Linked DNA regions of Sus scrofa: region 1 is linked to region 2. A link is a contact called in public HiChIP or PLAC-seq data. All regions are on one chromosome and are shown on one strand. Each heading gives the region's core, a stretch centred on a gene start, on an enhancer-like site or on the middle of the called end of the contact. The rest is flanking DNA. Distances are from core to core; before and after follow the strand shown.

Evidence for each region. HiChIP or PLAC-seq counts read pairs in DNA pulled down with a chosen protein or histone mark.
Region 1: a contact with region 2 is called in an H3K27ac HiChIP or PLAC-seq map of alveolar macrophages. The contact joins two enhancer-like sites. A contact is called at or near these places in 1 of 47 Hi-C or Micro-C datasets (embryonic fibroblasts) and 2 of 2 datasets of contacts at active chromatin or transcription factors (alveolar macrophages and skeletal muscle).

The regions. Positions count from the first base shown.
Region 1 is chr17:54,863,424-54,869,088 of Sscrofa11.1, forward strand. LOC106504276 (a long non-coding RNA gene) reads right to left here. Exons shown (of 9, transcript XR_002340125.1): 3 at 4,419-5,665; 4 at 2,311-2,863; 5 at 1-1,727. Among named protein-coding and RNA genes, the nearest start is that of BCAS1, 160 kb to the right of the region's middle. Within about 2 kb of position 1,663, at least 19 of the 83 cell types and tissues checked have an H3K27ac peak or open chromatin away from gene starts, as enhancers often do. A contact at or near this core is called in alveolar macrophages, where this site is marked.
Region 2 is chr17:54,733,532-54,739,670 of Sscrofa11.1, forward strand. It overlaps the pseudogene LOC110257394. Among named protein-coding and RNA genes, the nearest start is that of ZNF217, 100 kb to the left of the region's middle. Within about 2 kb of position 1,475, at least 20 of the 83 cell types and tissues checked have an H3K27ac peak or open chromatin away from gene starts, as enhancers often do. A contact at or near this core is called in alveolar macrophages, where this site is marked.

The sequences.
Region 1 (5,665 bases), core at 413-2,912, 130 kb after region 2:
TTAGTGAGCGATTGGCTAAACTGGTACATACTCTCCAGTAGCAGGCCCTTCGCTTTTATTAACATACCGTGGCCAAAACAGTATTCTTATTCCATTAGTGAAGTTCCTCAAGATTGGTGTTCCATGAACATTTATAGATTTAAAAAATCATTAGCATTCTAGCTGTTTTCACATGAATCATGTGATCCTCAGGCAAATCTCCTAAAGTGGTTATTTTCATGTCTGTTTTTCAAATGAGAAAACAGATGTCAAAACTGAAATCTATATATGCAGATTTTAATATTAGGAAAAAGTTCTAGGCCTCCATGCCCTATTTATAGTCTAAATATCTTTTTTTTTCTTCCACCAATCCCAACAGTCAGAATGCTATGAACCTTTTAGTTGAGCTCCAAATACCAAATATTTCTGTATAGTCTTTCATATCACAAAGATAACATTTTCAGGTCTCTCTGTCATTACCTCAGCAGATGAAGCAAAGATCTGAAGATTAACAAAACAAACAAAAAACCCAGAAAACTCCTCTGACACAAGAGAAACTTCTTGACAGTGTAAAAACTAATCCACTTGGCTTCTAAGAAGTAGGCCTGAGCAGCTCAGAATCAAAACACAGGAAGTAAGTTGTAAATGGCAGAATGAATAAAAACTACTTGGGGGGGGGGGTGAAACAGAACCTGCTCTTTAACTGTCACATTTCCAAGTGGGGAGGGAGCTCAGGGGGTGAGAGTGTTCATCCAGTGGCTCCGTTTGCAAGAAAGAAAACAGCCAGGATACAACTCAGTAAACTTAAAAAGCCATTGAATCACACACTTAAAATGGGTGAATTTTATGGCACGTAAATTATGTCTCAATTAAGGTGTTAAAAAAGGTAGCAGTTAAAAGTTGTTTGATTTTGCCCTGGGTCAGCCAGTACGGGTTCCACTCTTGTGCGTGCATGTGTGCGTGGTTGAAAAATGTGGTATGTGTGTCTGGAGCACCCCAGAATGTGGGAGACACAAAGGTTACTGTTTAATATTATGTAGAGAACACATGTGCAGAGCCAAGGAGGCAAAAAACATAGTAGCTAGTATGAAGAAAAAAAAAAAAAACAATGTATGTGTATGTGTGTGTGTGTGTGTGTGTGTGGCTGGGTCACTTTGCTGTACAGTAGAAACTGAAGGAACATTGTAAACCAACTATACTTCAATGAAAAATTTAAGACCATGGGGCTGGGGTCTCCTGAGAAGTAAACATAGATGAAAAGATGAACCCTTAGTCCTAGAGCTGTCCCCATGTCCTCCTCCTTCAGGAGCAAAACCGCAGAGCCCAGGACATGCCTCCTGCCCTCCGTTCCCTCACAAGAGCAGCCTTGCTCCATCTGCGGGGATTCAGAGGTTTGTGGAGATCGCGTGCAAGGGGAACTATTTCCGAAAGAAATCATCACAGGAACAGAGAGAGGGGTGGAGGGGAAGAGAGAAATGGAAGAGAAATTAATTTCCAGGAGAGAATAAAATTGGCTCTCCTGTCATTGCATACACACTGGCGATGCTGCTTTAAGAAGAGCCATCTGTTGGGACGGGACCAGTAAAATGAAACTCAAGAGGCGAAGGGGATGGGCGGGGAGCGGGGCTTCGCAGTTAAACCTCATGTTGTGGTTTTCATGTCCCTTTGACTCACGGAAGCCAGAAGAAGGCAGCAGCCCACTAGCTGGGGTCAGGCGGGACCTCACTCACACTCCTCAGCAGCGCCTCCTGTGGGATGAAGGAGAAAAAGACACTCCAGCAAACCTCGAAATGACTCATGGCAGAACAAAACCCGAGTCTACAAAAACAAGGGAGGTATTTTTCTGAGAATTACATAAGCAAATACCCCACGCTTACCTCTGATTATTATCTCTTAATCATAGGTTTTCAAATGTCAATAAAAAGTATGTCAGGCTGGGACAATGGTGACCTTGGGGAAAGAAGAATGGAGGGGGCACAGAGGGACTTTTGGGGTGCTGATTACCGGGATCTGTCACTTTGGGAAAATTTACCAAGCTGGATGCTGATTTGTTCGCTATTCTGCATGTATAATTATTAACATTAGACAGTGCCAACGTGGAGTTCCCTGGTGGCTCAGCAGGGTTGGGGATCCGGCATTGTTACTGCTGTGGCTCTCGTTACAACAGTGGCATGGGTTTGATCCCTGGCCCTGGAACTTCCGCACGCCACACACACACACACACACACACAAATCCAATATGATCCCCAAGTTCTTCGTCCTTCCTTCATTTGAAACTTCCCAGAGAGGACCCAGATCCTCCCCTCACCATGCCCCCCCTGCTGTGCTCACCCCAAGACGTCGGCGTCATCCTGGATTCCTTTCTCCCATTCTGTTGTCTCTGCCTCCAAAGCAGATCCCACATCTCTCAACTCCCTCCGTCTCCACTGACCTTCCGAGTCAACACCAGATTTGCTGGACAGCGGTGGACCGGCTGCCAGTTGGGTTTCCTACTCCAGCGCTCGCCTCCCTCTCCTGCTAATCCATCCTCCAAAGCTGCCTATAAAAACGGAAATCAGGAGGCCACACGATCCCTCCTTGAGGTCTAAGGGCTTCCATCCCTTGTAAGACCCAGCTGTGGGCAAGCCTTCTGGAGTCACCTTTTTTCTGTTCCTCAAACTTATTAAGCTCATCCCTTCCTCAGGGACTTGGCTTTCCCATCCCCTGTCCTGGTCTCCACTCTCAGGTCCCTTCACCTCCAATGGTCACCCCTCCCCATCACCTTAACTTCACTATGCCTGGCACTACTGGGCACGGCGGGGTCTCTCTCAGTTGTGTTGCTGACTGGACTTCCTCACACCAGTTTCCCAGGGAGGTCGGGACTCTGTCTTGTCCATATCCCCACCTGCAGGATAAAAATAGCTTCAAATGTCACACGCCTGAAACCCCGCTCCCCCCCCCCATCCTCCAACCTGCTTTCCTCAGTCTTCCTCGACTAGGCATCTCTTCATTCAGTCTCAGGCTGGAAATTCTGGAATCACCCTGACACCCTCCCCGCCTCCCACACCCAATCCGTCAGCACCTCTGGTGGCCTTACTTTCAAAGAGCCTGACGGCTTGTCACCATGTCATGAAAAAAGGACTCCCAGACCTTCCCAGCTCTCCCCGGTGTCCCCCAAGGCCCCCTTTCCTTTAATCCCCACAGCGGGATGATTTGGAAATCATTTTAAATCCCAGTCTCTTTCCAGATGTGTCTTCCCAGTGACTCGCCATCACAGAGCAAAGTCTAAAGGCCCGCGGAGACCCCCCACATCTGCTCCTCTCTTGACTCATCCACCCACCCTCTTGTCCTCCACTCTGGCACAGTGGCCCAGGACATGCCCCCACCCCCTGACCCTGTGAACTGCCCGCAGCTCTTTTTGGAATTATCCCCCAGGGGCCCCAGGCCGCCTTCCCCCGCCTGGGGTTCCTGCCCAAGGGGCTTTCTCCAGCCTCTCTCCCCAAAATTGCCCCCATCCTGACCCTGTTTCTCTCTACTTGTTTTTCTCTGAAGCACTGGGGACATGTGACCAAGGAGTCCTGCTTCTCTCTTCATTGATGCTGCTCTCCCCCTGTACTGCAAGTTCCACGAGGGTAGAGATTCTTCTGTCTCCATGTGTCGAGGCTCACCCGGCCCCCAGAGGCGCTTGGCCGATAGTAAGCACAGGGGTTATTAATTCGTAATCAACTGAATGAACTAATGATGCTATTCATCATTGAAAAATACATGCTAAAGAGTTAAGGCCTCATGGAGTGAGTGGAGAAATAATTAATAGAACTTTGCTAAAGTCATTAAACCAGCAAAGATATAACAGAGTTTCTGTTGTGGGTCTGAGACCAATCTAACCACATCTATAGTTGTATATACAACAGACAGGGTCACTGGTCACCTGGAACATGCAGCCAACTTAAAGGAGCAACCGATCCAACAATCACAACAAACATCTCATTACAGACATGGTACTGCTGGGATAAAAAAACACTGAGAGCAGAGCTCCATTAGTGAGGACTGGGAAGGCTTCTCGGAGGTCATATTTGAGCTGAGAAAGTTTGGGTGTACGGGGAAGAGACTGGCTGGGGAGAACATTTGTGGCAGAAGAAACTTCCAAAGCAAAGCCCTCCCCCCCAAACATCAAATCCAACAGCTGTGGATTATTTCACATTTTACTGTTCCCAAGACCCTAGTGAGCCTTGGTATTGGGTCTCTGATGTATACCGTTAAGCTCACCTTTTACCTGCCTGTATTGGTGTTGGTTGTGATTCTTTCCCTAATGGAGGTGGCAGCTACCTTCAAACTTGAGACTAAATATCAGAAACCTCAGAGTTTATGCAGTGTGTGATTGGATCTTTACATCATCCTTGTTTGTTTTCTTCTTTTTCCAATCCTTCCACACTAGCTGGTCATTAAAATTTAGAACTCACCCTGGGTGAAGTGGATGATTTCCTGGAAAACAGCTGGTGGAGCTTCCCCCTGTGTGCCTCTGAAATAAACATCCCCTTTGGAGAAAGGCTTTCTTTGGTGCCTTCCTGCTCAGCATCTTTTTTGCAATTCACATTCCTGTTTTGCATGACTTCTCAGGAGAAATCTAGAAGAATCATCACTAAAATAACAACCAAAGGTTATTATGCATTTTGCAGCATCGCTGGCCTTAGGAGCGTGGTACTGATCTTGTCCTATAGTCAGAGAGGAGGAGCTGAAGCTTGGCGAGTGAAGTGATGGGTCGAAATCAATCAGTAACTAAACGGCCGAGGCGGGCTTTTTCTTCCAGGCCAGGTGACTCAAGAACTCGTGCTGTTAATCAAAAAGCTACAAGGCTTCCTTGACCCCAAATTTCAAAGTCTCCCCTTCAGTTTCTCCAGATGTGAGCTGGAGGTATGGGACCCAAGGTTCTAATTCTTACCATCCTTGTGCAGACAGCTGGGTTGGTATTTTCCCCCACAAAGCCAGCTGGTTCCTGCTGACATGGGCTGAGAAGAGTTTAGTGGACTGATACCGAGTGACTCACAGATGGGGAATTGAGAGCGAAGAAAGAAAAGAGGGGAAGAGAGAACTAGGCTGCCCCATGCCTCTGGGGAGCAGGTAGACTTCTCAAAAACATCCTTCTAGAGTGAGGGAGCTGTGGCGTGTGCCTTCCACCCTGCATCATTCTGGTGACGCTCGACCATCCCCACGCCTGGTGGGTGATGCTTTATCTTGGCTGTGGATTCCCCCGAGGCAGGTGCCTCAACCTTCCCACTGGGGTGAGTCACAACGAGGCTCCATTAAGCCGTCTGCTCCCACTTTTCAGGGCTCATCCTTATCTAAAGGGTGCCCGGTGCAGTGCCAGGCACAGAGCAGATGCCAAGCAAGTAAATGTGGGACGAAGAACTGAGAAGAAACACCATCTCCAATCCTGAATCATGGCTCTCACTTAGAAAGCAGACATCACTAAAACCAGCGTCCCCCGTGAGGGGTTTTGGGGAAGGTCTCTTCCCTGGCAGAGAGTTCTTATTCATCTGAGAAACAAACGATTGAGCAGGTGGTCTTAGTCCATCTGGGCTGCTGTAACAAAAACCCTAGACTGGGTGACTGATAAGCAAAGGAAGTGTCTTTCTCACCATTCTGGAGGCTGAAAGGCAGAGATGAGGGTGCAGCACGGCCAGGCCAGGCCTCTTCGCAGCTGCTGACG
Region 2 (6,139 bases), core at 225-2,724:
AATGAGATAATGTATGTAGAAAATCTAATGGGCGGCCTGGTCCAGAGGAAGCTTCATTCAAGCAACGTTTCTGTCCCTGCCCTTTTTCCTCCTCCTGACACCTATCCTTTTTTCTCCAGCTGTTTAAAAAAAATTGTGGTTAAACATCCATAAATAGAGCTTACCGTGTGAGCCACTGCAAGTGTACAGTTCGGTGACAGTAAGTGCATTCACGCTGCTGTACAGCCACAATCATCAGCCATCTCCAAAGCTTTTCAGCACCCCAAACGGAAACGCTGTACCCATTCACCAGCACCTTCTCGTTCTCCACCCCCCCACCCCTGCCATCCTCAGCTCCTGCAACTGCCATTCTACTTTCTGTCTCTATGAATTCGACTGCTTTTGGTCTCTCCTGTAAGTGGCATCACACATTATTTGTCCTTTTGTATCTGGCTTATTTCTCCCGTCTTCGAAGTTCATCCATGCTGTTGCATGTGTCTGAATTTCAGTCATTAACAAAAAGAGCATTTATTATTTATTTATTTATGGCCATGCCCAGAGCATGTGAAAGCTTCCGGAGCCAGGGATGGAACCCAAGCCACAGCCGTGACAGCACCAGAGCCTTAACCCCCGGTGTCGCCAGGGGCACTCCCGAATGTCATTCCTCTTTAAGGCTAGTAGCCCACCTTTTACTCATCTGTCCAACCGTGGCTGGGCGTGGGTTGCTTCTACCTTTCGGCTCTTACGAAGAGCACTGCCCTAAGCACTGGTGTAGAAGCATCCACTGCCCCTTTCAAGTGTGTCTCCCAGTCCTGGGCTCCATTTTCACCCTGAACACTGATGGCACATGTTCTAGAACAGCTCCAAACCTCCTTCCTCCAACAGTCCTTCCCCATACCCTCCATCTAAGAGAGGCCCCAGCTCTTTCCCTATAGCCATCCACTCAGCTGTATTTTTCTCGTGAATTATCATCACCTTATACCTTAGATGGAGATCTGTTTATTACCTGCCTCCAGGCAGTACATACGAATTCCAGGACTGTAGGGATTGGCCTTGGCTCTATGCCAGCTCTTAAGAGCATGCCCGGCATATAGTCGGTGCTCAACGTGCTGAGTGTTCAAATGACCCCTGGCAGCCTTCCCTCTGCCTGTCTACCACCTACTCCACTTGGACCACCGCCAGGGGCACGACCTAGTTTAAGCAGCACGTCTGTAGGGCAGGTAGGAAAAGCCGCCAACTTTGCCCCAGATCGACTGGATAAAAACCCCTGTGCCATCACATCTGCAGCCAGAAGTGTGAGCCAAGCTCTTGAGTCCTTGGGCATCTCAAATGTCCAGGTGGAGAATCACTGACTCTCTCCTGCCCCTCCCAGGATTTGGTCTGACACATGACCTTGATCCCCAAGGTCCAGAGCCAGCTCTGACTCACCTTTAAGGCGAGTGAGGCTTCGGCAAGGACAGCACAGGACACGCCTCAGTCTTATTTCAAAACAAAGTGACCTCATCCCTTGCTCTAGATCATGGAGTCTGGAGGCTCAGCTGCTGCCTGCTTCATGCCCCACGTGCTCATCTGGAGAACTTTTTCTTCCCTCTTTCTCTCTTTCTTTCCTGTTCCTGAGGTTTCACAAAGACCTTCCGGTTCCTTATGTCCAGATGGGCAGCGGCCAGCCGAGGGACAACCCTGCTGGCACTGAGCTAAGCAGAGAGCCCCAGGGAGCAGGCTGGAACTGGGAAGTGACCCCAGGGCACGTCACTCAGCCACTCATTCTGACTGAGGTCAAAGGGGACAAAACGAATGCCCAGTGCCAACTCCAAGTGTATTATTTGTCAGCATTCCTACTAGTTTATGCAGATTAGAAACAAACCATCTACCCATTCCCCAACTTGCTATCGTATCTTGGACTAGTCCCTGAACGCTTCTGGGCTTTGGGGTCCTCATTTCTAGAATAAAGCAGCTGGATTAACAACCACTTCTCCCCCAGAAGGCGTGGGTCTCCAGGTCAAGCCAGGTGGCTGGGTTCCCACCTTTGCTCTGACAGTCTCAGCATGGAGGCTGCAAGAAGTCCCAGATCCTCTCAGAAACACTGGAAGCCAAGACCTCCAGCATCTCAGAGATGGGAGAATGAGAGGGGCAGCTTACCTGGTTCTCAGCAGGGGATTTTGTCCCCAGGGACCCTTGGTGACATCTGGAGACATTTTGGTTGTTCCAACACTTCTGGCATCCAGTGGGTAGAGGCCAGGGATGCTGCTGAGCATCCTCCAGTGCACAGGACGGTCCCCCTCCACAGAGAATGGTCCAGCCCCCAGTGCCAACAGGGCTGAGGATGAGAAACTGCCTGGCCATGGGCCTGGATGGCCGCAAACGTTCCTTAGAGGAACTAAAGCCCAGGCCAGGACTCCTGCACTGTCTCTCCCCTAAACCAAGATGCTCACCTCTCCCTGCCTTCCTGAGGCCCCTGCTTGTTAACCCACTCAAGCCTATCAGGTTCAGCTGTGATTTGCTCATGTCATTTGCCCATTCCCCAGCCATTTACCCACTGTGCTGTAGGCACGGGGGAAAGAGTAAGCGTCACAGGGGGCACTGCCCTGGGGCCTCATTAACCCTCCACCCCAATGCAAGTCAAAAGAACAAGGAGGTGGAGTCCCCCCACGGCCCAGGGGTGTGGGGGAGCCAGGGCTCCCCAGCAGGACCACTGTGCTCTTCCCTGCGGGCTGTGCAGGTGCCTCCCAGGGCTCACACGGGAATGATGGGGAATTTGGACCCGGGGTGGGTGACGCGTTTGGAATGCCACCAGCTCACAGCGACTCCAGAGCTGCCTTCCCCTCCCGCCGCCTCCCTCCATGGAGCAGGTCCCCAGGCACCTGGCTTGACTTGGAGACCCTGCTCCTCTGCCTACTCTGGACTGAAAGGGGCAGGTGAGAAGTGCAGACTCTGCAGAAAACTGCAGGGGAGCTGGGATGGGGGATTTAGCGCGAGAACCCCCAAACCCTTCCACCCGTCCTGGGCTTGTCAGTTTCCTCAGAGGCCTCTGCTCCTTTCTCCTTGCTCTCCTCCCCTCTCCCACAGGCCTGGGGCCCCTGACTCTGCTCTCCTTTCCCTTCCTTCCTTCCTTCCTTCCTTCTTTGTTTCTTTCTTTCCCTCTGCATCTGCAGCATGCTGAAGTTCCCAGGCCAGGGATCGAACCTGCGCCACAGCAGGGACCACCTGGATCCTTAACCCGCTGGGCCACCAGAGAATTTTTTTGTTTTCCCTTTTTAGGGCCGCACCTGCGGCATCTGGAAGTTTCCAGGCTAGGGGCTGAATCAGAGCTGCAGCTGCCAGCCTATGCCACAGGCATGGCAATACTGGATCTGAGTCACATCTGCAACCTACACTGCAGCTTGCGGCCAGGCTGGATCCTTAAGCCACTGAATGAGACTAGGGATCGAACCCTTATCCTCACAGAGACAACATCAGGTCCTTAACCCACTGAGCCACAATGGGAACTCCAGAACTCCTTTTTAAAATTCAATTTATTTATTTTCTACTTTTTTGGCTGTACCCACAGCATGCAGAGGTTCCTGGGCCAGGGATCAAACCCATGCCACAGCAGCGACAACACCAGATCCTTAACCCACTGAGCCATAGGGGACTTCGGCTCATTCCTTTTTTTCTCCCTCCATTCTCCTCCCCAGTCTCTGACTCCAGAAGAGAGATGAGCTTCCTTATAGCCTGTGGGGAGTCAGTTTCTTTAGGGGATATTTGGAGTCATCTTTAGTCCCCACTTCCCAGACTCCCCCCGCACCCAACCCTGGTCCGTCTGCTTTTCCAGCAGGTATATTTCCTCTTGGTTCCCTCTGCACCATTCCCTAGATCCCATTTGAGTCTGGCAAAATCTTCCTTGGCCAACCCCCAACTCCCGGGCAGCCTGAGGATGCCATGGAACTCTCTGGAAGCCTAGCCATTCCTTCTGCAGCAGGGCAGCCTAGCGTGTGGGATGTGGGCTCTGGAGCCGGATGGCCCAAACATGTGTCCTGACCACCATTTCCTAGCTGTGTGACCTTGGAGGCACTACTTGCCCTCCCTGTTGCCTTATCTGTAAAATGGACACAATAACTGTCCCTGCCTCTTTAAGGTTGTTATGAAGGTTTAACCACGTGAATCCATGTGAAATGCTCCCGACAGCTCTGGCTCGTAAGGGCTTGATACTGTTAACAAGCACCTTTCCCCTTTCGGGGGGCACCCGGCAGAGTGAAGAGCCCCTGGCCTCCTGCCCCACGAAGCATCCACTGCTGTGTTTGTTTGGAGCTACCGAGGCGCTCCACCCACGGCTGCTTCTCCTGATTCATCCATTCCGAGTTTCATCTCATTTGATCTTTATGCCCCAGCTGGACAAGGGAGGGCCTGCATGTGGAAGCTTTGCAGGAAATGGAGCCCCTTCTCTCAAGAAGTAAAACAAAAGTCATGAAAACCGACGATCTAGATCCTAATTTGGCCCAAAGTCGTTTTGTTCAAACTTCACGGGCAGGGCCGTCTTCCCAGGTGTATGGCCCGTGACAACACCAGATCCTTAACCCGCTAAGCCACAGGAGAACTCCCACATTTTCATTTTGTCCTGGGCGCGACCAATTACAAAGCCATTCACAAGGCTGGCTGGCACAGTTATCTAGTCCTCTCAAAAATTGCTTAACAGCATCTAAAAATCAGGAGCCTTTTTTTCCCCTATGGAAATCTAGCTCCTCTGAAGATACCAGCCAGCCTGGCAATGGTATCTAAAACCAGTCTAGGAGTTCCCACCGTGGCTTGGCAGAAATGAATCTGACTAGTATCCATGAGGATGAAGGTTCGATCCCCAGCCTTGCTCAGTGGGTTAAGGAGCCAGCATCACCTTGAGCTATGGTATAGGTCACAGACGCAGCTTGAATCAGCAGGTGCAGCTCCGATTTGACCCGTAGGCTGGTAACCTCCATATGCTGCGGGTGTGGCCCCCCAAAGAAAACGAACAAACAAATAAATAAATAAAACCAGCCCAAGGTGGTTTCTCGGCAGAGCAAAAAATTACCTGGAGCCGAGCCTCATCTGCCTCCAACCTCCGTTGTCTGCACTCCTCACTCGCTGTCTGCGCCTGTGGGCTTGGGGGCTGGTGCCGTCAGACTTACTCTCCGCAATGCCCACCAGACCCGCCCTGCAGGACCGAACAGGGTGCCGACCGGTGGCTTCTCCCCAGACCCAGAACTGCCTTCCTTGTGGTCCATGACTGGGCTGGTCTGTTGGCTATTACCTGTTTTTGAGGAGGTGAGCACAGAAATGGAGTCAATCCTACGAAATTTTAATAGGAATTTGATTAACTTTGTGTCTACTGAATCTGATGAAAAGGTGGGTTTATGCTTTTTTTGGTTTGTTTTTGGCCACACCTGCAGCATGTGGAAGTTCCTGGGCCAGGGACTGAACTCACACCACAGCAGTGACCTGAACCGCTGCAGTGATGATGCCAGGTCCTTACTCACTGTGCCACAAGGGAACTCCTGTCTTTGCTTTTTGGGTTTCATTTTTCTAATACTTCTTTTCTATTGTATTTTATGAAGGTGTCTGTCTGTGACAGGCTGGTTCTGCAGCTCAGCTACTGAATTCTGGATCTTTTCCTGCATCACCCTTCTGACTTTCCACCCAGGCTCCCTGCCTCCTTTCTAGCTACAGGCAGAAATAGGTTTATACGCACGCAACAAACAAACAAACGAAACAAAAATCTCCTATAGATTGAGATCGACTGGATTCCATGACCTCGAGTGACAGTTTCAAAGCTTGAGGTAGGTAATGTTATCCCCATTTAATGGATGGGGAGATCGAGCCTGAGAGAGACTAAGTCACTTGTCTATACTTACTACAAAATAGACTCTGTGAATAGACACTGCAGCAGGAGCCAGAAGCCCAAGTTTCAACTCCCTTGAAACTGTAAAAGAATCCAGTTTTCCTTTCCTTTCTTTTCTTTCTTTTTTTTTTTCTTTTGTCTTTTTAGGGCCAGATCTGAGGCATATGGATGGTCCCAGGCTGGGGTCTAATTGGAGCTACAGCTGCCAGCCTAAGCCACAGCCACGGCAATGCAGGATCTGAGCCGTGTTTGTGACCTACACCACGGCTCAAGGCAACGCTGGATCCTTAACCCACTGAGTGAGGCCAGGGA